2 separate regions of the Mus musculus genome follow, and region 2 is linked to region 1. A link is a contact called in public promoter capture Hi-C data. All regions are on one chromosome and are shown on one strand. The core of a region is the stretch at or near the end of the contact, and the rest is flanking DNA. Distances in the headings are between cores, read along the strand shown.

Region 1 (4,493 bases), core at 1,387-3,886:
TAAAAAAAAAACTAGTAAGCCTTGAATTCCAGCACCCACATAGATCTCTCTATTGAGGACAGCCTCTACAAATCGAGTTTCAGGACAACTAGGGCAAACCCTGTCTTGGGAAACAAAACAACAACAACAAAAAACCTCTAGTTTCTGAAAATATAACAATATACTATGTGGTTAGTATTGACTGTAGAAAGTCTTCATCAATAAAGAGAAACTCAGAACTGTAGAAGACAGTTTATTTAGTTCTCTCCATTGTCTCACAGTACTGTTAGAATTAATCAAGTCAGGGCCAAGCATGGTGACATGTGGCCCTGATTCAGGACCAGACTGGTCTACGATGATAAGTTACAGAGCAGACATAACTACATAGTGAGACCTGCTTCAAGTCATCGTCACCACCACCACCACCATCAAGCAAGTATTTTTCTTATCTCTTCTTTAGACGAAGAAAAAGTAAAATTTGGGGCTAGGAAATAACTCCATGGTCAAAATCTTGCCTAGCACAGATAAGGCCTGAAGTTTAATTACCTACACCTGAAAAAGAATACAAAGAAAAAGTCAAGCTTTAAAAAAACAGGGAACAACTTAAGAGTTAAACAAACAAATTGGTGAGACCCAGGACTATGCACAACGGATATATGAAAAATAATAATCGGGTCCTCAGGCTTTACATTACTGATCTACTGTAGTATTGACTTAAATGATATAAATTTTATATACATCTGGACTTGAGGTAATTATTATGTAATGATGCTAGTATTCTACTACTTTGGAGTAATTTATAGGACGTGTGACAGAACAGAAAATACAGACTATAGCTGACACGTCATTAGCAATCTGTAGTTCTCTTAGCAGTCATCCTCCCAAGCTTTCCAATTTGGCCCTTCCTTCTTCTTAGCCATTAAATGAAAGAAGATACATTAAAATTATGAACTTCTATTTATGCAGCTAACAATCTGCAAATATATTGTAGAGATTAAAATGTCTATTAAGTCATTGTGTACATGCATACATGAAAACTTTGTGTTATCATTCTTTTTTATCTTTATTACAGAAAAAATTTCCTCATAGGTGGTAATAAATGTAGGTTGGGTAAAATAAATCCCCATGTAATCACAAGACTGCTCAACTACAAACCATGACTAGTTCTAAAGATTAGTCAAGACAAAGAAATTCCTACTTGTTGGAAAAACTGGGCACCGTCCTAAAGTTACAATTGTGCTACAATGTTACATGCTGTGGCCAGTTTCTAGTTGACTTGAAAGCAGAAGACAAAATAAGGTAATAAGAGCTAAGTGAACTTCTGGCAGGATACCTGTGTTGCTTTCTCTTCTACTTGACATGTACATGTCTAGTGTCACCATGCTGTGCCCCACAACCCAGGAGCTGGAAAATAAAGCTCAGGGTGAGTGCTCTACTACAGAGCTATATCCCCAGCCCTTGCTCTGTTAACACAGGGCCTGATTGTCTAGCCCAGGTCGGCCTTGAAATACCAACCCTCCTTCCTTCATATTCACTGCTGGGATTACAGTATGAATATCTACGCAGCCTGACATGTTTCTTAGTCTTTTAAGATTACAGAGAAAGCAAACTATTAGCATAAGCTACCAAATGATATGCCGTTGTTCTTTGTTATAGAAGCAGTGATGGCTCTATTGATCAGAAACTACTCCTGAGTAGATTTCCTGAGTTAGCTACCTAACAATGTTACCTATTCCAAAAGAGCTCCAGGTTCTGAAATAAGGGCTGACCAACTGTGAGCCTATAAACCATCTGCTCACATTACCTGGAGAATTCTGAATCTCCTCTGTATCAATTATACATCATCATGTCCATTCTTGTTTGCAGATTATCTCCAAATTCTTTTCTTAATTATTTTTAAGTGTATGGTGTTTTGGCTGAATGTATGTCTGGATTCCCATGGTTGTGAGACACCGGGTGGGAGCTGGGAGTCAAACCTCATCCTATGGAAGGTTGGTTAATGTTCTTTAACTGTTGAGCCATCTCTCCGCTTCTCAAAATTTTTAAAAGGCTCTGGGAACTGAAGAGCTGGTTCAGTGGTTAAGATCATTTGCTGCTGCTCTTGCAAAGGACTAGAGCTTAGCCCGAGCACCCCTGTTAGGTAGGTAGCTCACCACCACTTGTAACTCCAGCTCCAGAAGATCAAATGTCCTCAAGGCACCCACCAGCACCTGCACTAACAACCTACACAGAGACACATAATTTTAAAATAACAAACACTGCGGAACAGTGGTGAACACGCCTTTAATCCCAGGACTCAGGAGGCAGAGGTAGACAGACCTCTTATTTCAAGGCCAGCCTGGTCTACAGAGTGATTTCACAGAGACAGAGAGAGAGCGACAGAGAGAGAGAGATATGCAGGCACCTGAACCCACATGAACACAATTATAAAAACAGTTTTTAAAGGAGCCTAACTAAATAAAATCACATTTAAAAAAATAAAATGTTCTGGACATGTACACCTACGAAGCCAAAACTCTAGTAATCAGTTTGAAGATACCACTGCAATTGAGCATACATTCTGGGGGGAGGGGCCTCACAAAGTTTCTGCTGAGCAAACATGAGCTGTTCTGATTCTCATCTCATCCCAGCTAGAAAACAGCAATGGTCTCGTTTGCACAAGGCTTATGCTACCATTTCTCAACCAGTCCAAAAGGGCAGTCTCATGCACTGCAAGCTGGTCAGGATGTGTCAATATTTTGAGTTTCCTCATCAACTCTTTCTCAATTTCTGGCCACAAACTGGTGACTTCATCAGATGACTGGCCGACACAGGCTTACATAAAGAAATGGACCAGTCTACCCTTCTAAATGTTAGCAAGCGAAGATTCGATACCCAAGTATGAGAAGCAGATTTTGTTGTTTTGAAGTGTAACTGATTCTAAAATGCAAACTGAGTATGAGGTAGTTCAGAAACAATCAGTCCACAGTGAAAGGTGCCTGGGACCAATTTCATTTTTACCTCACCACAAAATGAGTTTTTTCATTATCCTCTTTAAATCTTTTGAACTGTTTTGGATAGCCAGTGGCTGGCTGGCTGGCTGGTTAGTTGACTGATCTTGAGTTTCACTGTGTAGATTAGGCTGGTCTTGCACTTTTGTGGTCCTTCTATCTCAGAGTCTGACTGCTCAGAGTGATTGTCAACGGTACAGCCAAAACTGTGGCTTTGAACTGTTTTTAAACTCAGCTTTTCTTTTCATCTCCAAATCAGTAACTACTTCTTCATTTAGGTAGTAGCTAATAATTTTTAAATGAACAAATTACAAAGTCGAACATTAGCACAAATACCTAAATATACAATGTGCAAAGTCTGATGCCCACAATAAGAAGCTAAAGTGACAGTCTGAGGAGAACAGGAGCAGCAAAAGCCAATGTTATCTCACTCAGGCTCACCAGACAGAAACACTAATGACTTCATTTCACATTAAAATCAGACATTTTTGTGGCAAACCTTACATACACAACAAGTAGTTTTAAAAACTAGTCTTTTGCAGAATGGTAATGCACACCTTTAGTCCCAGCACTCAGGAGGCAAAGGCAGGTGGATCTCTGAGTTCAAAGACAGTCTGTTCTAAACTGCAAGATTTGAGCCAGCAAGGGATACACAGTGAGATCCTATTTCTAAATAAATAAGTGAATGAATGAAAAAGTAACCGTTCTCATACCAGCAAGACAGATCCACAGGTAAAGGAACTTGCTGCCAAGCCTGACTACCCAAGTTCAATCCCCAGGTCTAACATCATAAAATAAGAAAACTGACTCCTAAAAGTTGCCCTATACAATAATGATTTTTAAAAAATTGTTTCTCATGCAAATGCTATCACATTACACCTGTAACCCTAGAACTTAGAAAGTTGAGGCAAGAGGAACAAGAGCTCAAAAATGAGAGTTTGAAGCCAGCCCACACCACTTAGCCAGAACTTTATATCAATTTAAAGGAAAATGGAAGCAGCTGTAATGGTTTGGATATGAAGTATGCTTCCATCTCTGCTGAAAGGCTCTTACAGTAAGGTTTAGTTCACAGCTAGTGGGGTGCTCTTGGGAAATTCTGAAAATTTTAGGGAGTAGGTCACCAAGGGCATGTTCTTAGGGGCTCTAGCTTGTCCCAGGGCCCCTGTTTCTGCTTCCTGTTTACCGTGAGGCAAGTAGCCTCCACCACATGATATTCTTCCTCATCACTCAGTACAGAATCAACAGAACGATGATGGAGAACATGGGGAATCTCAGCACTCCCGAGATGAAGGCAAACGTTTGGGAGTTCAAGGTCATCCTCAGCTAGAGCTACAGGACAACGTCAACTACAAAAGATCTCTGCTCAAAAAATCCACACATAAGCTTAGTGTTGGTGGACATGATAACACAATACCTGGAATCCCAGCACTCAGGAGACTAAAGCAGAAAGATGAATATGGACTCAGGGCCAGCCTGTGATTACCCAGCATAGAATAGGACCAGTAAGATGGCTTAGCAGACAAT
Region 2 (4,493 bases), core at 1,492-3,991, 440 kb after region 1:
TTTCTCGGGATAAAGAGTTCTTGTTTGTTCTGACATCATGTAGTCCTGTTTGGTCTAGAACTAGCTACCTAGAATAGGAAGCCCTTGAATTCACAGAGATCTGCCTGTGTCTGCCTTCCAAATGCTAGAAATGAAAGGTACTAAGAGAGATGAGCTTTACTCCTCCTGTACCTTTATGTTTCCCTTCTTTTTTTCTTAGCCCATCGGTGAACAATGAATAGTCTACAGGAATCACATGGCAAGTGAATTCAGGATCAATAGACATGGAGGTTAAATCCACCACAAACCTTTACAAATATTTCCTTCCACAAATTTTCTGACACAAATTCCTATTAAAACACTGAGATATTAAGAAAATTATATTCTTGTACACGATTCTTTTTGATTAGCAAAACTACTTGTATGGTAGAGCAGAGGTAGTGAGGTCTTTAAATCTCAGTGAGCATGGGAAAAATTCAGTGACATTCTATTCAGGTTCTTCCTCATGCTCAAAGTGCCTTACAAATGGTGCTCACCACTGAATACCACTGAATCAAGGGCACACATTCCCTAAGGCTTTTTCACAACCATTTATAACAAGAACTGAAAACACCGTTAAGGTGAGTGGAAGAACTGCTCTGCTCACCCTGATTCTATGTAGACTGTACTCCCATCCCTTCCCTGATTCTCTATAGTAGACTGTGCACCCATCCTTCACCAATTATATGTAGACTGTGCTTTCTTCCCGTCCCTGATTCTACGTAGACCGTGCTCCTACCCCTAAGTGCCCCTGTGTAAGTACGTCACAGTAACACACAATAATCACTGAGGAGTAGTTAAAGCTAAAAATAATAACCTGGAGAGAAGCATCAGCAGCAAAATATCCAGAATAGAGTTATATTCTAGTTAAGTGATTATTGTTTGGCCTTAGCTGTTAAGACTTTCCTATGCAGCAGTGTCACAAAAATCCCTATAGCATCTACTTATTACATGTACCAAATCTTTGAAAATACACCACTAAAGAATACTGAAGGAATAACACAGGATTCTTCTTCATATTGTTTAGGAGAAATGGCGGCCTTCTGTGCCTCCACATGCAGGCACACAGGATGGAAGACACATTTCAATATTCCTAAAGTCCCCGCCAGGTTGACACATGAGGCTCACACAGCTGAGGCTGGGCAAGTGTGGAGCTCCTTCTGCTTCAGTCACACTGCTGTCACCTGTGGGCAGCTAACATTTCCTCTCAGGATCCTAACACATTGCAAGGTTGATAATTCTGATTATCAGTCAAAAAAAGTTAAGAATGTCTACAGATGGACTGTTTGTTTATACTTCTGTCTACAGGGAATGAACTGTGGCACAATTTAGCCACCAACTGCCATGTCTTTAAAATAAAGCCTATGAAGAACACAATGGTTTCTGAAATAAAGTTCACCTCTTACCTTCTCTTTCCACACAGCCTCTGCATTAACTAAGGATAGAGCTAAAACTACATACGGGCCCGCACCCACGAGAGCCCACCGATAAAAACTACCTTTTCTTAAAGGGCACTACACTTTTTTATTTTATATTTGAAAGTGTTCCGTGAAACTGACTTTTTAGAACTCTCTAAAGAGCTGCTCCACCAGCTTCCCTGGAAGGCTTCCTACACACTCTACTAGGTATCTAAGTCTCTACACAACCCCTCACCTTTAAGATTTTCCTGTGGCTTTTGGCTTCTTCAACTGTTTTGTGCTTTTTTTTTTTTTTTTTTTTTTTTTTGAGTTTAGTGAAATTTGTATGAAAGTCCTGATTCCACAGAGCAGGCAGGCTTTCTTCTGTTGATTTACAAGCTATTATTTTGCTAATTAAATATATACATCTGACCTACAATTACTACCTACCCACATTCTTCTGAAACTGTCAGGGGTAAATATGACAAGTTGGTCCAGATTTGAAGATGACAGCTACAGTTTTAGGGGCATACAGCCTGGGGCTGGCAGTGCAGGCAACCTTCAGCTTTGTGTCCATCAGATCAAAGAACAAAAGGCAGAGCTTCCTCCCCAGACCTTCCTTAGCACCAGAGAAAGGCAGGCTTGACATAAAAGTCCCATCAAAAAAGGAAACCCTGCAGAAGCCAGAGTTCCCAGTAAGACACACCAGAAAACTGACCCACCTTGGAGAGCTGCCGCCTGAGGCTAAAGCGCTGGACCATGGTCGTGAGGATCTCCTAACAAAGCGATCTACCCAGAAAGGGTGTCTTTTTCTTCTTTTATTAAAACACAGCTTCTTGGGGGAAGTCACTGGCGGCACATTTGAAGGCTGACAGAGTTCGATGCATTCCCCAGGAGTCTCAGCAAACTTGGAAGCACTTCATTGTTCTGCGGAGACAGCACAGCCTAGGAGCGGCAGGCGGGGCGGATCCCAGCCCAGTGCCAGGCTCTCCCCGCACTTCCTGTGTCAGCTGGAGGGTCCAGCCGTAAGGACCACCCCTTCCCCTCCCGCCAACCTTCAGGCAGGGTGCCGGGTACCACCTGAGCCTCCGGTCTTTGCTCTTGAGGCGGAGGCTAGAGGTGGGTGGCACCTGCCGGTATGGCAGCATCTGCTGCCCGGTTCGAGAGTCAGAGCCCGGCCTCCACCCAGGTAATCCCTGAGAATAGAAGGGGATGGTGGCGAGGGGGAAAAAGGAGGTGGGAGCGCCAGCCGCCACCAGCTCCAGCTCCAAACGGAAACTCCTCCCAGCTGACTCGCAGCTGTGCGGCTTTGTCTAGTATAATTGGCCGAGCCTTTCCTCTTATTCACCGAAAGGCTCCAGTGGGAAGGAATGTCAGGTGCAGGGAGCATACTTGGACGGTGACTACAACTCCGGGCTCAAGTTAAAGGGTAAGGCGGCCTCCAGAGGTGAATGCCTCTCTTGTTGGAACAAAGTATTTTAAAAAACTGGCGCACAAATCAAATAGACCAGCTTAGAGTGCATCTATTCAAATAAAGGGAAACGGAAAGTGACAACCTCAGGGGAGATCCAAAGATCGCTGGCCACTCTTCTTCCTCTAAATGAGCCAGCCTCTTCTTCCAAATGAGGACAGAACTTGGTATCCACGGGTTTAGTGCCTACAGTGCTCTCTATTTCTGTGTGCAGGACTAGGACCTGTACTAGGTTTGTGGCTTTGGTAGGTGTAAACTCCAGATGTACAATCAGAAGTCACATCTACTGTCCCACTGACTTCTCAAAACATCCCTTTCAAGTTTGTGCTAGAGGACTTTTCAGACAAATTAGGAACCTTCTCTAAAACCTCAATATAATTATTATATGTTATTATATTCTTCAGTCAAGAAAAGTGGAAAAATTAATTTGAAAACAAAATCAAGTTTCTTGCAAGGCTATTCTTAATTACTCCAGTTCCCTGCACTGGCTTCCAATTACTTACAAATAGAATGCAAGATGCTCTCATCTCATTCTACAGAGACATAGTATCTTTGACATCACTGACAAGTTACACCAAATTTAAACCAAGGCAGGCTCCAAAAACATAAATCTTGCCTCTTAAAAGTCATAAATACAAAAGGGTTTTCCTGCTTAAAAAAATAATATAAGTTTCAAAGCTTAAAAGTAACAACTTAGAGCAACTATGACTAATAGTGGAAAATGGCCCATATTTATGATGTAGAGTATGCAAAATAACCTGAATCTGAAACAAACAGATTAAAACAGTGGTTCTCAACCTGTGGGTCATGACCCCTTTGGGGATTGTGAGACCCTTTCACGGGGTCACATATCAAATATCCTGAATATCAGATATTTATTACATCATGATTTATAACAATAGTGAAATTACAGTTATTAAGTAGCAATGAAAATTATGCTTGGGGGGTCACCATAATATGAGAAATTGTATTAAAGGGGTAGAGCAGCATTAGCAAGGTTGAGGCATACTGGATTAAAATAATTTCAAAGTGCAAAGTTAGTTGGCTTAGAGTGAACTTCTGCAGAAATTGCTTTTTCTTCTCACAGAAAATGAAATAGTCTCTGGAGCTGAACTTGGTGACCCATCACCTCTAATCCCAGCACACTCAGGAGATGGAACAGAGAGGATCATGAGCTAAAGTCAATTTGGACTGTACAGTGAGATCCTGTCACCAAGGAAAAGGAAAAAATAGTCTGCTTGGAAAGAGGTGTGTGTGTGTGTGTGTGTGTGTGTGTGTGTGAGAGAGAGAGAGAGAGAGAGAAAGAGAGAGAGAGAGAGAGAGAGAGAACGAACATGTGTGTCAGGAAACATGGTGATCTAAAACCAAGCCCATATTACAGTTTTAAGATTCTTTCTATTCAAAAATAGAAATGGAACCAGGTAAAAAAAAAATGTCAAAAGACAACAGACAGTACACATTAGGTATCAATCATGAACAGAGGAGGGGAGGAGACTAGAGATTAAGTTCACTGTTAAAGCATCCAGCACTGGGTAGCACTGGGTAAATAAAAAGGGAGAGAATAAGAATCTTAATTGAACTGAAAGGAATGTAAATGCTTAATGTTC

Evidence for each region. Capture Hi-C pulls out chosen DNA fragments and counts their contacts.
Region 2: a contact with region 1 is called in a promoter capture Hi-C map of adipose tissue. The contact joins two enhancer-like sites. A contact is called at or near these places in 1 of 39 promoter capture datasets (neutrophils), 1 of 115 datasets of contacts at active chromatin or transcription factors (pancreatic cancer cells) and 1 of 9 other capture datasets (adipose tissue).

What each region holds. Positions count from the first base shown.
Region 1 is chr6:115,664,140-115,668,632 of GRCm38.p6, forward strand. The region is part of intron 1 of Raf1 (v-raf-leukemia viral oncogene 1); the gene reads right to left. Among named protein-coding and RNA genes, the nearest start is that of D830050J10Rik, 9.6 kb to the right of the region's middle. Within about 2 kb of position 2,637, at least 95 of the 459 cell types and tissues checked have an H3K27ac peak or open chromatin away from gene starts, as enhancers often do. A contact at or near this core is called in adipose tissue, where this site is marked.
Region 2 is chr6:116,105,175-116,109,667 of GRCm38.p6, forward strand. The region is part of intron 3 of Tmcc1 (transmembrane and coiled coil domains 1); the gene reads right to left. Among named protein-coding and RNA genes, the nearest start is that of Tmcc1, 86 kb to the right of the region's middle. Within about 2 kb of position 2,742, at least 268 of the 459 cell types and tissues checked have an H3K27ac peak or open chromatin away from gene starts, as enhancers often do. A contact at or near this core is called in adipose tissue, where this site is marked.